2 separate regions of the Nomascus leucogenys genome follow, and region 2 is linked to region 1. The links are chromatin contacts, called in public Hi-C maps. All regions are on one chromosome and are shown on one strand. Each heading gives the region's core, a stretch centred on a gene start, on an enhancer-like site or on the middle of the called end of the contact. The rest is flanking DNA. Distances are from core to core; before and after follow the strand shown.

Region 1 (6,709 bases), core at 846-3,345:
GCCCGCCTCGGCCTCCCAAAGTGCTGGGATTATGGGCGTGAGCCACCGCGCCCAGCCAAGGCCTTGGTTTTAAGAGATCCCTGTAGCCTGGAAAAACAACAACAGGCCGGGCGCGGTGGCTCAAGCCTGTAATCCCAGCACTTTGGGAGGCCGAGGCGGGCGGATCACGAGGTCAGGAGATCGAGACCATCCTGGCTAACACAGTGAAACCCTGTCTCTACTAAAAATACAAAAAATTAGCCGGGTGTGTTGGCGGGCGCCTGTAGTCCCAGCTACTGGGGAGGCTGAGGCAGGAGAATGGCGTGAACCCGGGAGGTGGAGCTTGCAGTGAGCCGAGATCGCGCCACTGCACTCCAGCCTGGGGCACAGAGCAAGACTCCGTCTCAAAAAAAAAAAAAAAAAAAAAAAAAAAAGAAAAACAACAACAACAACAACAACAATCTTGTTGCATTCAGCAAGCATGTGATTTATTGGGATTACAGTCCTATACGCGGTATCTTAACAACATGGAACAGGAAACCCCTCCAGTTTCCAGCTCAAAGCACGCTCTGTTCTTCCCTGGGGTAGGCAGGGGCCTCAGAGTAAGTCAGGTTGGCAGATGGGGCACAGGCCTGTAACTAGAGGCCACATGACCCGGGGCCCAAGCACAGGCCCCAGGTCTCTGTTCCCATCCTGGCAGGCTGAGCATATGAGGCCAGCAGGTTTGTGCCCTTCTCCATCCACCCAGGAGGAGCTGGATACAAAGACTCAGGCAGACCCTGCACACACCCACAAGCTAAGAAGGGCCTCGAGACCAGGCCCAAGCTTAGCTCTGGGAAGACAGGGTGGGTATGAGCACACAACGTTCTGGGGTGCAGGCCCGGCTCCCAGGGCTGGGAGGTACACTGTGCCACAGGCTTGCTTCCAAGAGAGCTCTCCATCACCCGTGGCCTGCCCCACCTGCAAGCACCCTGGGAGTCCAGGAAAGGACAGGCAAGAGATGACGATCAAGGGAGAGGGTGGCCCCCGTGGTTCCCACCTGCAGCCCTAAATTCTTCCACTAACTTTGCCCCACCTTCAGTGGGAGTCAGAGCCAAGCACTGGGGTTGAATGGGGTCACATTCCCCTAGACTCACCCTTTCTCGTGGATCGTGCCGTGAAACACACTGCTCCCACGCCCCTCCCTGTCTTGTCTGGGCTGGGGCTGGGGGTGCCAAGTGGCACTGTCGGGAACTTGCAAAGATGCCAAGCTTTTCCTAAGCAAGTGACGGCTCCACAAACAGTCTTCTTTGGGAAGGTCAGGGCTGGCTCTGCAGGGCCAGCAATGAGGCCCTCACCATAGCTTCCCTGAGATTTCCACACAGCCACCATGGCCTAATACCAAGCCACAATCTCCATGTAGGATAAAAAACCAACATCGTCCCGCTAAGTCAGATTCACTCTGCACAAAAGAAACAGTTCTAGTCCAGCTCACATCTTGTACTCATTATTTTTCTAGAACTGCTGGGTAAACCAGAATGGTTTGGCGTGGCTTGGAGGCAGAGTGGGCATGGTTCCCTCTTCGGACCCCCAGCCTCATCTCCTCCAGCAGCCAGGCTGCCTCTGAACCACAGCTGAGCCCACAGCAGAATCTCCACTTGTGCCCAGGTGACTTCTGCTTGAGGTGGGGCATTGGGCTCTCTGGGGGGGGAAATACACTTTTCCTATTAAAACTCATCTGGTACAGATTAGAGGCACTAGACGGAGCTTGCCCAGATACACGTAGGGACAGAAATTTAGAGCCAACCAAGTCATGACTAGCTCTGGGTGACTTCCCTTGTCTCTCCCCAGGGGTCGCCCTTCAGGTCTCCACAGGAGCCTGAGAGTTTGTTAGCAGTGAGATGGGAGGCCCACCATGTGACAATCAGGGCCTCCAGGAGTAACAGAAAAATGCAAACAGCTAACATTTCTGGAGCGTTTACTAAGCAGCTGCCACAGTGCCCTGGACATCTAGTGGCTCATCTGCTTCTTAGAGCCGCCTGATGTAGTAGGTACTATTATTATTTCCTTTTTATACATGGGGAAACTGAGGGCCAGAGAGGTGAGGTCACTCGCCCTATGTCATGCACCTGCCAAGGAGCAGAGCTGGGATATGAACCTGGGCAGTGTCCCTGAGTCTAAGCTTCTGAAGACCACATTCCACAGCCACTCAGATTCTTCACCTGGTGTTGGCCCATCTCCTTCATCTTAGGGATGATGTGTATTAGGCACAGTAACCACAATTTGTCATGCAAACTGGATGACTTTTTTCCCTTTGAGTCAGAGTCTTGCTCTGTCGCCCAGGCTGGAGGTGTAGTGGCACAATCACATCTCACTGTAGCCTCAGCCTCTTCTGCTCGTGTGATTCTCCTGTCTCATCCTCCCAAGTAGCTGGGACTACAGGTGTGTGCCACCAGACTCGGCTAATTTTTGTGTTCTTTGTAAGGCGAGGTTTCACCATGTTGCCCAGGCTGGTCTTGAACCCCTGGGCTCAAGCCAACTGCCTACCTTGGCATCCCAAAGTGCTGGGATGGCAGGCGTGAGCCACCGTGCCCAGCTGGATGACTTCTGAGAGGGAAAAAGGGAGCTACCACCAGCACTGGGACTACCGGGTGTAAACCAGAACTGGGCTGGGCACACCAGAACATATGGTCATCGTACTGTCCTCGGCTAGAGAGACTGCCCACGGTGGCCTGCTGCCGGGCTCATGCTGTCTGCAGGCAGGGGGAGGTGCTCCTGGTCACCCCCTCAGAAGCAGGCCTCCCTCTGCCCTCCAGCACTCAGCCCTACCTTAGTGCCTGCACAGCCCTCGTCCAATTTGCAATGACTCGGTTGGTATGGTTTTGTACGGTCTCTCCTCTGGACTGTATCTTCTCTGAAGGCAGAGGCATTTTTGCTCACTGATGTTTCCCCATATCTCCGCACAGAAGCCGGTGTTAGAAACTCCATTTTTGAATTTATAAACACAAGGCACGTTTCTCACTCCTGGAGGCAAAGTCCTCCAACTGCTAACATGGTTTCAGGGGCTGCTCTTACTCCAGGATGTATTTTTTTAAAAAACAAAAACAAAAAAACAAAACAAACAAAAAAAAAACAAAAAAACAGGGGAGTTTCCCTCTGTTGCCCAGGCTGGAGTGCAGTGGTGCGATTAAGGGTCACTGCAGCCTCAACCTGCTTGCTGGGCTTAAGCGATCCTCCCACCTCCGCCACAATGCCTGGCTAATTTTTAAAGTGTTTTTTTTGTAGAGACAGGTCTATGTTGCAGGCGTGAGCTGCCGCGCCCGGCCTCCAGGACTGTTCATGAAGGGCTCCAGAGCACTCTAACGAAAGGGGGAACTGCTTCGTCTTTAATTCCTAGAAGCTTGAGCTGGCTTGGGTATTGGCAAAGAGTTCTTTTCAGAAAAAAAAGGAAATAATTCCCCAGTAAAAAGACAGCTATTTCACAGGAGAGCGTTCCAAATGCAACAACTTCTTAGGGGAAGCACGGCAGCCCGGGGCCAAGGCGGCTTCTGGGAAGGCAGCTAGGATGTAGGGATGGAGCTGTCACCAGGAATAGGAAAAGGTGGCTGTGGTTCTGCAGATGTTACCGTGTCTGAGCCTCAGTGGAGGGTACACAGCCATCTGTCCTTGGGAACCAGGCCTGGTTCCAGGGCAGCATCTCGTGTGGGTGAGATGGTACAGATTCCAGCGGAGACTGCGCGCGGGCCTCCACCCCTCCTCGCTTTCCCACACGGCAGGGAGGGCTCCTAGCCCTGCAAGGCCAGGACATCTGCCTCATTTCTCAGGCCAGAACTCCCCAGCATGGCTGCCCCAGCACAAGGACAGGCAGCTGGTCCAGCAGGCCTGGGTCTCAGTGCTTCCCACACCCTTGGGTGGCAGGTGTGAAAGCCAGCATCTCTCCACCTCACTGGGAAGCAGCTCCCAGGCCTACTGGCTACACCCCACCCGTGGGGCTCACTGCAGCCATGTGCCAGGGACCCACTTTCTTCTCCCATGAGCGGTGTTTGTGGTGGCTCACCAGAGACCACGAGCTCTTTCACCACATGGAAACCAGACGGGCGGGGACCTCCAACCTGCTGCCACATCCCTCCCTCCCGAGGGCACCTGCCACCACCCATCAGCCTCTGCCAAGAAAGCAGACCTGGGAGGACCCCGAGGTTTATCCTATCTGCTGAGCTGCGGGCCAGGGTTGGGGGACTTTTGTTTAGGCTCTTGGGATAGGTAATCCTGTTTGGATTCAGCTAACTGTAATCACACAGCACTCACCTTCCCCAACTCTCACAGTATAAGGCAGAAAGATGACCCATTCAGACTGTCAGCTGAAGAGTTTCTAGAAACTTCTAGGAAGAAGCAGAGGCATGAGGGCTCCTGAAGCCTGATATGAGAGTGAAATTCTTGACTGGCAAGCAGTGTTTTGACCTGAGCTGTTGATGGGATGGGGGTCATGGAGGGGTGGTATACTCCAGCCCAGCCAGAGAGAGAGAGGAAGAGACGGTGCAAGCTCAGAGGACAGGGCCTGACCCTGCTTTGTGCATCCACATCCCAAGGGCAGCTGCAGGGAAGGCTGGCATTGGCTTCTGAGCAGCAAAGCCACCTTCCTGAGATGTGCTGAGGGCCTGCTGAGGGCCTACTCTGTGCCAGGTGGGTGTGAGGTTGCATATGTTACCTCTGAAACAGCCACCCTGCAAGGGAGATATACTTATTAGTCTGCATTTTACAAATGCAGAAACAGCCTTTGAGAGGGTAGGTCACATGTCCAAGGCGACATAGCTAGACAATGGTGATCAGTCTGGCTCTAAAAAACCCCAACCATTCTGAATGGTCACTGGAGGCTGGAGTGGGGTTGGGGGAAAGAGGTGGGTCAACAGGTACAAGTTATAGTTAGACTGGAAAAATAAGTCCTGGTATTCCCTTACACAGTATGATGACTATAGTTAATAATAATGTATTATATGTTTCAAGACAGCTAGAAAAGAAGATCTTGAAAGTTACCACCATAAAGCACTGATGAAGGTTTGAGGCGATGGACATGCTAAGGACCCTGATTTGATCATTATAGGATGTATACATGTATTTCACCATCATATTGTACCCCATAAACATAAACAGTTATTATGTGTCAATTATAAACAACAACAAAAACCCCCAAACCACCCTGGGGGTCTTTCAGGATACCAAACTGCAGGCATGAAATGCTGTGAGCCCTGGTGGGTGGAAAGCTGGGAGGAGGCGTGATGGAGAAAGGCTCGCCTTGGGGCCCACAGCACCGCTCTGCCCAACCTCCAGCTTTTGCTCTCACAGCCTCATCAGGCCCTGAACTTGGCCGGGAACAGAAGGCTGGGCTCCAGTGCCTCAGAGGGTGCACCCCAGGTCCCTTAAGAGCCCTTTCCCCCCAAATCCACAAATATTAAAGCAGTGAAAGTGGGCAGGGGCAAGTCACAGACAGCTGTCAGGGCGGCTGTCTTGCAAGAGGACAGAAATCCCAAGAGCTGCCTGGCAGGCAAGTGAGAGCACGCCAGGAACCAGTCGGGCTTGGCTCCAGATTCCACCCAGCTCCTGTCCTCCCCCCATCCTGAGGGTCTGAATGCTCTCCAGCTTCGCCTCGGAAGCAGGCTTCTTTAAGAAAGCAAAATCAATTCCCTTTAGAGTTGGGAATTCCCTGCATTGAGAATCCTGGCAAGACTGCAGACAAAGGGGATTGTTGCTGCCCATGTTACAAAAACACTCCAAATGAATGAAGCTCCCTGGGCCCGGCAGTTCCCAGTCTTCTTTTCTGTGAGGACCGGTGGGTCCAACAATGGGACAGGAAGTCCCAGGCAACAGCCAGCCCTGGAGGGTGCTTGTCAGAGGCCGGGCCAGGATCCTGTCCTGTCTCTATCCCTGTTATGTGGCACTGACACTTCCTGCCCCGAATCCCTGGCTCGCTCCTTCTCAGATGCTGGGCAGACGCCCACCCCCAGGCCGGCCACCCAGAGCCAGCCAATGCCGAGAAAGAGGCCCCAAGTAGCTGAGAGCAAGCTGCCCACACCGCTCTGGGAAAAGGAGGTGCTGATCGAGATCCCCGGCTCCGGGGTCTCACCCTCTCCCCTCCTGGGAGGGGAAGGGATTTACCGCTCTGAGCAATGTGAATTCACTGCATTATTATTATCACAACCGACCTCCATTCCTGAGCTGAGATCTGTCTCTTACCAGCTGTGATGGTGGGCATGCCTCGGACCTCCTCAAGGCCTCAGTCTGCTCCCTATAAACGGGAATGTAATAGTTTCCTCCAGGAGCTACTGTAAAGGCCTGTTAGAGAGCTGTGTACTAAACAAGCTCTGTAAACTGTAAAACTTTGTCTAGATGCTTCCAGCCCATGTAAAGATAGATCAGGTCTCTTCCAAGTTTAACCTTCAGCAACCACAGTCCATTGCACAAAGGCACTATGGCTAAACCAGCAGGTGTGGGGCCAGGGACATCACCAACTTTAAAGAGTGACTGATAGTCGGCTTTGTCTTTGATCCCATAGGTAAATGGAATCCAGTTTGTAGAGTTCTTTGAAATCCTTGGGTAGGTTGTGATAAGGCTAAATTTTGTAGATGTCCCTGTCCAAAATGGGCCTCATTTAACAAGCCGTCTGTGATGTGGTCTTCCTGTCTACCTTATCTTCTTTGCCTTGTTTTTTTTTTTTGGTGAGATGGGGTGTTGCTCTGTCACCCAGGCTGACTGTGGT
Region 2 (7,240 bases), core at 2,776-5,275, 180 kb after region 1:
CTTTCAGGCATAAGTAATTCATTGCCCCTCTACTAAACATTCATTTCACTTTGTCTAAAGGGACTTAATAAATCAGGCTGCTTATTGTTTAATGTGGCCATCCCCTGGTTTTCATTTATAAAAAATGAGCATCCAGTTGCTAAGTGGAAGTGAATGGTCACCTCGCCTGCAAGAGAGTTCCCTGGAGACCCGAGAATGTACAGAGGGAGACACTTTGGCTCTGAGCATCCAGGGAGCTTTGTTGTCTGCCACAGAGAATCCTGCTCTCTTGACTACCAAGAATTAAGGAGGATTGTTTGGAAAGGGGAGGGGGCAAGGAGGAGGCTAAAACATGGGGTTGTGGCTGGGTGTGGTGGCTCATGCCTATTGCCTGTAATCCCAACATTTTGAGAGGCTGAGGCAGGAGGACTGCTTGAGCCCAGGAGTTTGAAACCAGCCTGGGCAACATAGCAAAACCCTGTCTCTATTTAAAAAAACAAAAGATGGTGGTGGGGCTGGGGGCGGGGGTTGGTGGTGCCAAAAGACCAACTTATAAAGGAAATCCCAAGGAATGCTGACCCTAGATAAGAAATAGTTCTTTGGTTGGAAGCCCTTTAGCAGAAGATATCTGTTTTCTAGCAGCTTCTGGCCACTTCGCATCTTCAGGGTGTCCTGGGTAGGGAGTTGGTCTTCCTTACTTCAATTTGCAGTTAGAAAAGCTGGGAGAAGCTTCTCAATGTGCTGGGCACCTGTTCTGCATGAAAAATTTGTTTTTGTTTTGTTTTATATCTACGGTTCCACCCTTATTCTTGTTTGGCTTATAGGGTTAGATCTTCAGTCTTTTCTCCTAGGAGCCTGCCTTTCCTTCTTTGAGTTCAGTTTGGGCCTCCCCTCAGCCAAAAGTACAGAACTCTTTCCCTCAATTATGACCACTGGATGGAAAGCCCCTGGCCCTCCACTTTCTGCCCTGGAGCTGCTGTCCCCAGTTTTGACGCCACAAACCTGGAGGGTGAGGCACAACAAGCAGCTGTGACATCATCAACTGAGATTCAGGACTGACCTTGGCTCTGACCTAAGAGGAAGAAAATTAAGCAGCAGATGCTCTTCAATTCCCAGCATCTCCTTTGGCAGTGCCAGAATTTAAAAACAAAACCAATAATGTCAAAGTAAGCCACGTTTGGTACAGAGTGTCTTCAAAATGGGCCTAACATGTCAACTGTTCTCCTCGAAAACTGGACTAATCAAAAACAAAGCATAAGATCTGAGAGCTATAGTCCAGTAAGAAAAACAAACAACAACAACAACAAACCAGAAAAACAAAGCTGTTTCTTCTCCACCAGCGTCCAAAACCTTAAAGGGGCCTACCTGGATTCAAACTGGATTCAAATTCCAGTTTTGCCCTTTAACATCTATGTAATGTTGGGCAGATTATTTAACTGCTGGGTACCTTGGTTTCGTTATCCGTAAAATGGGCATAATGCTATACAGTAAGTACCTACCTAATAGGCTTAAGTACTTGAGTTAAATATAAAGTGCTGAGAATAATGATGACACATTAAGTGTTATTTTACATTTCAGCTATTATGATTATGTTAAACCATGTTTTGACTTCTTTTATCCCTTTCCAGTCTCCATCTGACCTCTTCCGCTGCCTGCTTATTTGCCACTGAAAGCTGCCCCCACAAATGGCCTTCCAATCAGATTGTAAGGCTGTTTAACCATAATACCATTCTGAACAGTTCATGGTGCTGACTCCTCAAACTGAAGTCTTGTAGGTAGTTTGCAGTTGAATGCAATGTCACACCCCCTAACATTGTCAGGGAAAAGGTCATGTGCTTTGCTTCCATCCTTTGCACCAAATCCATGCTATCTTCAGAGAAGTGCAACCACCCAATGGTTCCTTTCCCAGACTTGACCCCATGCGGTTACCTATCCCTCCATCTCTTCCCCTTGATGGGCCACCACTCTTTTCAGGAAAGAACATTTGATACAATGCAAGGTTTTAACCAATGGCTCACTTGGTTGGTGACAGCTTGGAAAAATCAGGTCTCAGGAGACAATCTGTAGTTACTTTTCTGGGAAGGGGAGTCGGGGTCCCCAGGTTTCATCATTCCTGGGCACATATGGTTAAGAGCGAACCACTACCCCTCCATCCCCCAAGAGAGCGCCTGACAGCATCCTTCAGCCCAGCAAAGCACAAGGCGCAGCACCAGATCTTGGGCTTCCCACTCCCCTCCGCCCATCTCACTTATCCAAGGTTCAGGTCTTTAAGTTGGGATCCTTTGGTTGCTGCTATTGAGCTGGGGAAAACTAGGGGGCAGAATCAGTCAATCTGCCCAGCTGTTGGGGAAAGACAGCAACTAGAGACCTAGTCAAGCACGGCAAAGAGCCACGGGGCAGTAAGTTTCACTTCAATAGAGGTTCAGGAATGGCTTGGTCAAGAGATTCAATCTCACCCAATCAATGAACAGCCCGCAGATAGTAACAATGCCACGCAGAACAGGATGGAGATCATTCACGAGTTTACCCTCCAAAAGTCAGTTACCCTTAGAACAATCTCTGGCAAGTGCCAGGTAATGAACCCTATCCTCAGACCAAACGTTTTCTCCCAAAGAACTGGCACAGCCACCAGCTTTGTCTCAGGAAATTCACTCCCCCAGTAGCCCAGGGCGGGATTTCTTGCCTACCCAGTCTGCCAGTCCGAGGCCCGCGCGCTTACCATTGGCGTTCTTGCCGCAGATGAGATGCTCATAGGGCTGCAAGACGCCCCAGAGCTCGGCGTCGTTGTTGATGACCATCTCCAGGGCCTCAGCAGACACCTCCCCGCCTCCGGCCCCTCCGCCATCAGGGCTCTGGCTGGCCATCACCCTGGCCCGAATCTCCTCCACCAGGTTCTCCATGCAGGCGGTGAGCGAGATGGCTGCGTACTCGTGGATGCGCACGGAGATTCGGGTGTCCACCATCCAGCGGAAAAAGCGGCCCACTGAGAAGGTGAGGCCGCAGCGCGCGGACTTGCCCCGGCGCAGCCCGTCACCAGCGCTCATGCTGTACAGGGACAGCGCCTTGACGGCTGCCAGCGCGCAGCTCTCGGCCAGCGCCCAGCTGTGCACCAGGCGCACGGCGCTCTGCACCTCAAAGCGGGTGCACTTGGCGTGCAGCACGCTCAGGCGCTGCGCCTCGCGGGCCACGCGGATCAGTGCCCTGCGGAGCAGCCCGGCCAGGCGCCTCACCGCCTCGGCGGAGAACTGGGGCAGCCGCCGGCCGCCAGCGCCTTTGCGGAGCACCCGGGCCACGTCTCCCTCGGTCCAGGGGAACTCCTCCAGCTCGGGGAGCCGCGGACAGCGCGAGAAGAGGTCGGCCACTTCGGGGTCCTCGGGCAGCACCGTGTTCACTGTGTCCCAGCTGTTGTGGCGGCTGTTCATGGAGCCGGAGTAGCACCACCAGGCCGCCCCGCGGTGCTGCTGCGCCGAAGAGTTGAGCGCCTGCGAGTTGGACTTGGAGGACGAGAGGCTGAGCGAGCGGCACGAGTCTCCGGCCCCATACCCGGAGTCCAAGGTCAAGTCCTCCAGCGTCTTCAGAGTCGAGCTGTACGTCCCGGCCATGGGGAGCCTGCCGAGGGCGGCGTAGCCGAGAGAGGGGCGCTCACAACTCCATGCCCTCTTCCCCAAGTGGGCAGAAACAAGCTCTAGGCTCTCCGGGCCACCCTCCTTCCTCTCTGCGTCGCGGGGCTCGGCGGCCGCATTGCCCGCCCGGAGGCCGCGGGAAGGTGGGCGAGATCCGTGGCCAGCAGGAGCCCCACGCTCCCGGCGTCCCGACTCGAAGCTGTCACTGGAAAGACCCCCGTCGCTCCCCCTTGGCACTCCCCCTTGTCCACCTCTAATTCCCACAAGCTGAGCGTCAGTCCTCCACAGAGAAGGAATCCCGGGAGAACAGGGCGGCGGCGGCAGAAGAAGGAGGCGGCGGCGCAGGGCGCAAGGCGCAGCGCGAGTCCGGGACCAGCCGGCGAGAAAACGCTCTGCAAACTTCTGCGCTGCGCCGGCCGGCGGCACAGCTGGGTACCCGGCTGCGTCCGACATGCAAATAACCCCGGGCGGCTCACCAATCACCGGCCGCGATGGGCGGGGCTGCACCAATGATCTCCGAGGGGGCGGTCACTATGCAGATTTCACTCTGCCGCGGGTGAAACCCCGCGGCGGAGGAGGCGGGGCTGGGGGCCGAGGGTCGGGCACGCGGCTGGGATGGGGGTGGGGATGGGGAGTGGGGGAAGGGCGAGCCAGCCAACCGGGAGGTGGAGGTGGAGACCGGAAAGCAGCGGTCGAAACGATAGCTCTGGAGCTCAAGATTTAAAGAAAAATGCAAAGGAAAAGCTACAGGGCGCTGCCCCCTTCCCGCCACCCAGGCTTTGGGCTTTCGCTGCTCGCTTTCGAGCCCTCCGCAGCCAGGCGTCCCGGGGTGGGGGCCAGGAGAATGGGGAGGGCCCCATCCAGGCGCTCCACCTCTCCTCCACCTTCCGCCAGGCCCCTCCCGCAATCCGAGATGAAACGCTGGCTGTGTTTGGAGGGAGGAGGGACGTCCCTGCCTCTCTTTCTAAGTCCGTCTGGTTTCTTTGCGCTGCCGTCTAGGCTCCAATCAGGACAGAATTTTTTAACCTGGTATCTGATCAATGGACGGGCCCCAGGAAGCCTGTGAGTGCCTCCGCCCATTTGTAGTTTCACCTGCAGTTTTCTCAGTACCACTATGGGGAGAGGGCACCAACTTTTGTCAGATTCTCAAGAGGATCCGTGACTTCCCTGTTACCGCTGTGTGACGATACCACTTGCTGTCAGGTGGATCCTTTTTGTCCGAGGTAGACAGTATTCTTACAGGAAGAATGAGAAGAAGGTGGCAGAGCAGTCCCTAGCCCTGGCCTGCGCTCGGAACACCTAGCTGGATGCAGGTGTTCGCCTCCTAAGGTGTGCGGGTGGGCGAGCCGTATGCCCCCGCGGGACCCAGTTCCTCTGGGGTACAACGAGTGGCTGACCTCCAGGCAGCGCCAGTCCCAACCTGCCTCGGGGCGGGTGTCCCAAGCCGTCCGCCAGAGCGCTGTTGGTTCAGCAGTCCCATGCCCGGTCCAGGCACGTCCCGCCGCTGCCCTGTGGCTACTCACACGCACGTGCGCGAACGGACCTGTGCCCCCTCCAGTGGAACCGCAGACTCAAGGCGGAGATTGTGCATTCGCTCTCCCCAAGTCAGCCTCCCCCACTCCTGAATGGCTCCTTTGTGTTGCATTTTACACAGTTCTGACCTTGGGCCGTGAGTTGGACATGAACTAGAAATGTCTGGTTTGTCTCTTTCCTTCTTAAATTAATGGCCTTTACCCCCGGTGAAACTGCTTTTTATTTGGCAGTTTTGCTTAATTTCGCCTTTCCGCGGGTCTTTATTTATGCAACATCGCCGCCCGATGGTTAGAATAGGGAACAGAGTCAAAGATGGAAGTACTGTAATATCAAAGACGCAAGTCAGCAGAGATCAAATTAACAAAGGACAACGCAGTCACACTTTACAGACGTGAGATTAGAAGTTAAAATAGGCAATGAGGTCCAACTCATTTGTCAAATTGTCCAACTGTATTTGTCAAAAATACAAAAGTAAATTTTATGCAATCTAAAACTTTATTGGGGAAATACAATATTAAAGGCAATGTCGCCCTCTAATGGATATATTTAAAGGAAATGAATTTCAGAAAGGTTTCCCCGCCCCCCTTCTTCTTCGTTGTGCGCAGCCATCAAACCTAAAGAAAAGTACTCAACTGGAAATGTACAACGGGGAACTTACTGAATGAAAGGTTATTTGAGGAATCATCTGGAGTGGGAAAAAGAGCCTATGGGATTTATATTAATATATTCAAATTACTTGATGACTTAAAGTGTAGATAATCAAACATGCCTCCAACTGAATCTTAGAATCCTGTGAATGTTGACCTGCACCATGAAGATATATTCTGCAAAATTCAGCCATGGGAAATGCTTCTGAACAAACAACTGAGTTTCAAGGAAAGAAAGAGATGAAGGAAAGAAAGTTTCAAGGAAACTTGAAGGAAACTTTCAAGGAAAGAAAGAGATGAAAGGAAAGATGAAGGAAAGAAAGTTTCAAGGAAAGAAAGAGATGAAGAGAAGACCTACACATTTAAAGAGACTTGAAAGAATAACCAATTATAAGGTGTGGAACTTATGTGTATTTTGAATTTGTTTTAAAAAGTCAATAAACATTTGACATTATGAAACCATTAGGAACACTGCCTCGATGTTTGCTCTTGAAAAATAACTGTTTTTTTTTTTTGATGTGGTAATGGTAGTGTGATTATGTTTATCAAATGTTCTTATTTTTTAGAGACACATGCCGAAATAAGTGTTTTGTAGCCCTCAAGAATTGGCTTCCTCAAGGGAAAAAGGAAGAAAAATCCTCATGGAAAAATCTGGTAAAGGGACTAGGAAGTTAGGAAAGACTGTAGATAGATCTCTTATCTTTCAAATTTTCCTCAGTCTTCTAGTCAACCTGAGGACTGGCAGTACCAAGTAAACCCAGAATGTGTCTGTGTTTGTGTTTTGTGTGGTATGGGAAAAAGAATAGGAGGAAGATAGATAGCGATGAATATATATATATATATATCCAGCCATCTTAGAATGAACCAATTCTTTGATTTCAGTTAAACTTTTGGGAGTTGGCCAGTGTGGTGAAATACAAAACTTTGGGTCAAGGAAAGAAAGGACATGGTTTCTTATATATAAGTGCATGTGTTCAATTAAGCCAATCTGCTGGTAATGTGTTTGATTTTAAGAATGCAAATTATATTAACAGAAAATGTCATCCCAACTCGGGCCTTACCCAAACATTATTTTTTGAAGAAACATTGTTTTTGAAGAAAAACAGCTGTCATTAAGCTGGACAAGTGGAAAAGAACATAATAGAACACTGGCAAACATTGGAACAATTCCAAGTGGAGTTGACAATTAAGAAGCAGATCTGGGATTACCCATGCAAAAATCATATAAGAGTGGTAGCTTGAAGTAAACTTTAGAAACTTTACCTGGTGTGAGGTCTTCTATGTGCTTACACAATCAAAAACAATCTGGAAATTAGGAGATAAAATACCTTGGAATTTATCTTGAAAGTGAGGGTGTTATAATCCCAACTATTTACAGACAGAACTGCCTCATGAGAAAGGTAGATTATGGCCTTGACTTTGGAGAGTGGCCAAATTTTAATTTAGTTTGTGGATCAC

What was found. Hi-C and Micro-C count contacts between places; a contact is called where the count stands out from the background.
Region 2: a Hi-C map of a lymphoblastoid cell line shows a contact between it and region 1, with 7 times the contacts expected there. The contact joins the promoter of ABTB2 here to the enhancer-like site in region 1. A contact is called at or near these places in 3 of 4 Hi-C or Micro-C datasets (a lymphoblastoid cell line and an unstated tissue).

Annotation. Positions count from the first base shown.
Region 1 is chr15:94,480,601-94,487,309 of Asia_NLE_v1, forward strand. All of the region lies in intron 3 of ABTB2 (ankyrin repeat and BTB/POZ domain-containing protein 2), which reads right to left. Among named protein-coding and RNA genes, the nearest start is that of NAT10, 79 kb to the left of the region's middle. Within about 2 kb of position 2,096, the one cell type or tissue checked has an H3K27ac peak away from gene starts, as active enhancers do. A contact at or near this core is called in a lymphoblastoid cell line, where this site is marked.
Region 2 is chr15:94,654,480-94,661,719 of Asia_NLE_v1, forward strand. It overlaps ABTB2 (ankyrin repeat and BTB/POZ domain-containing protein 2), which reads right to left and starts at 4,026. Exons shown (of 17, transcript XM_030829303.1): 1 at 2,699-4,026. The coding sequence starts at 3,581.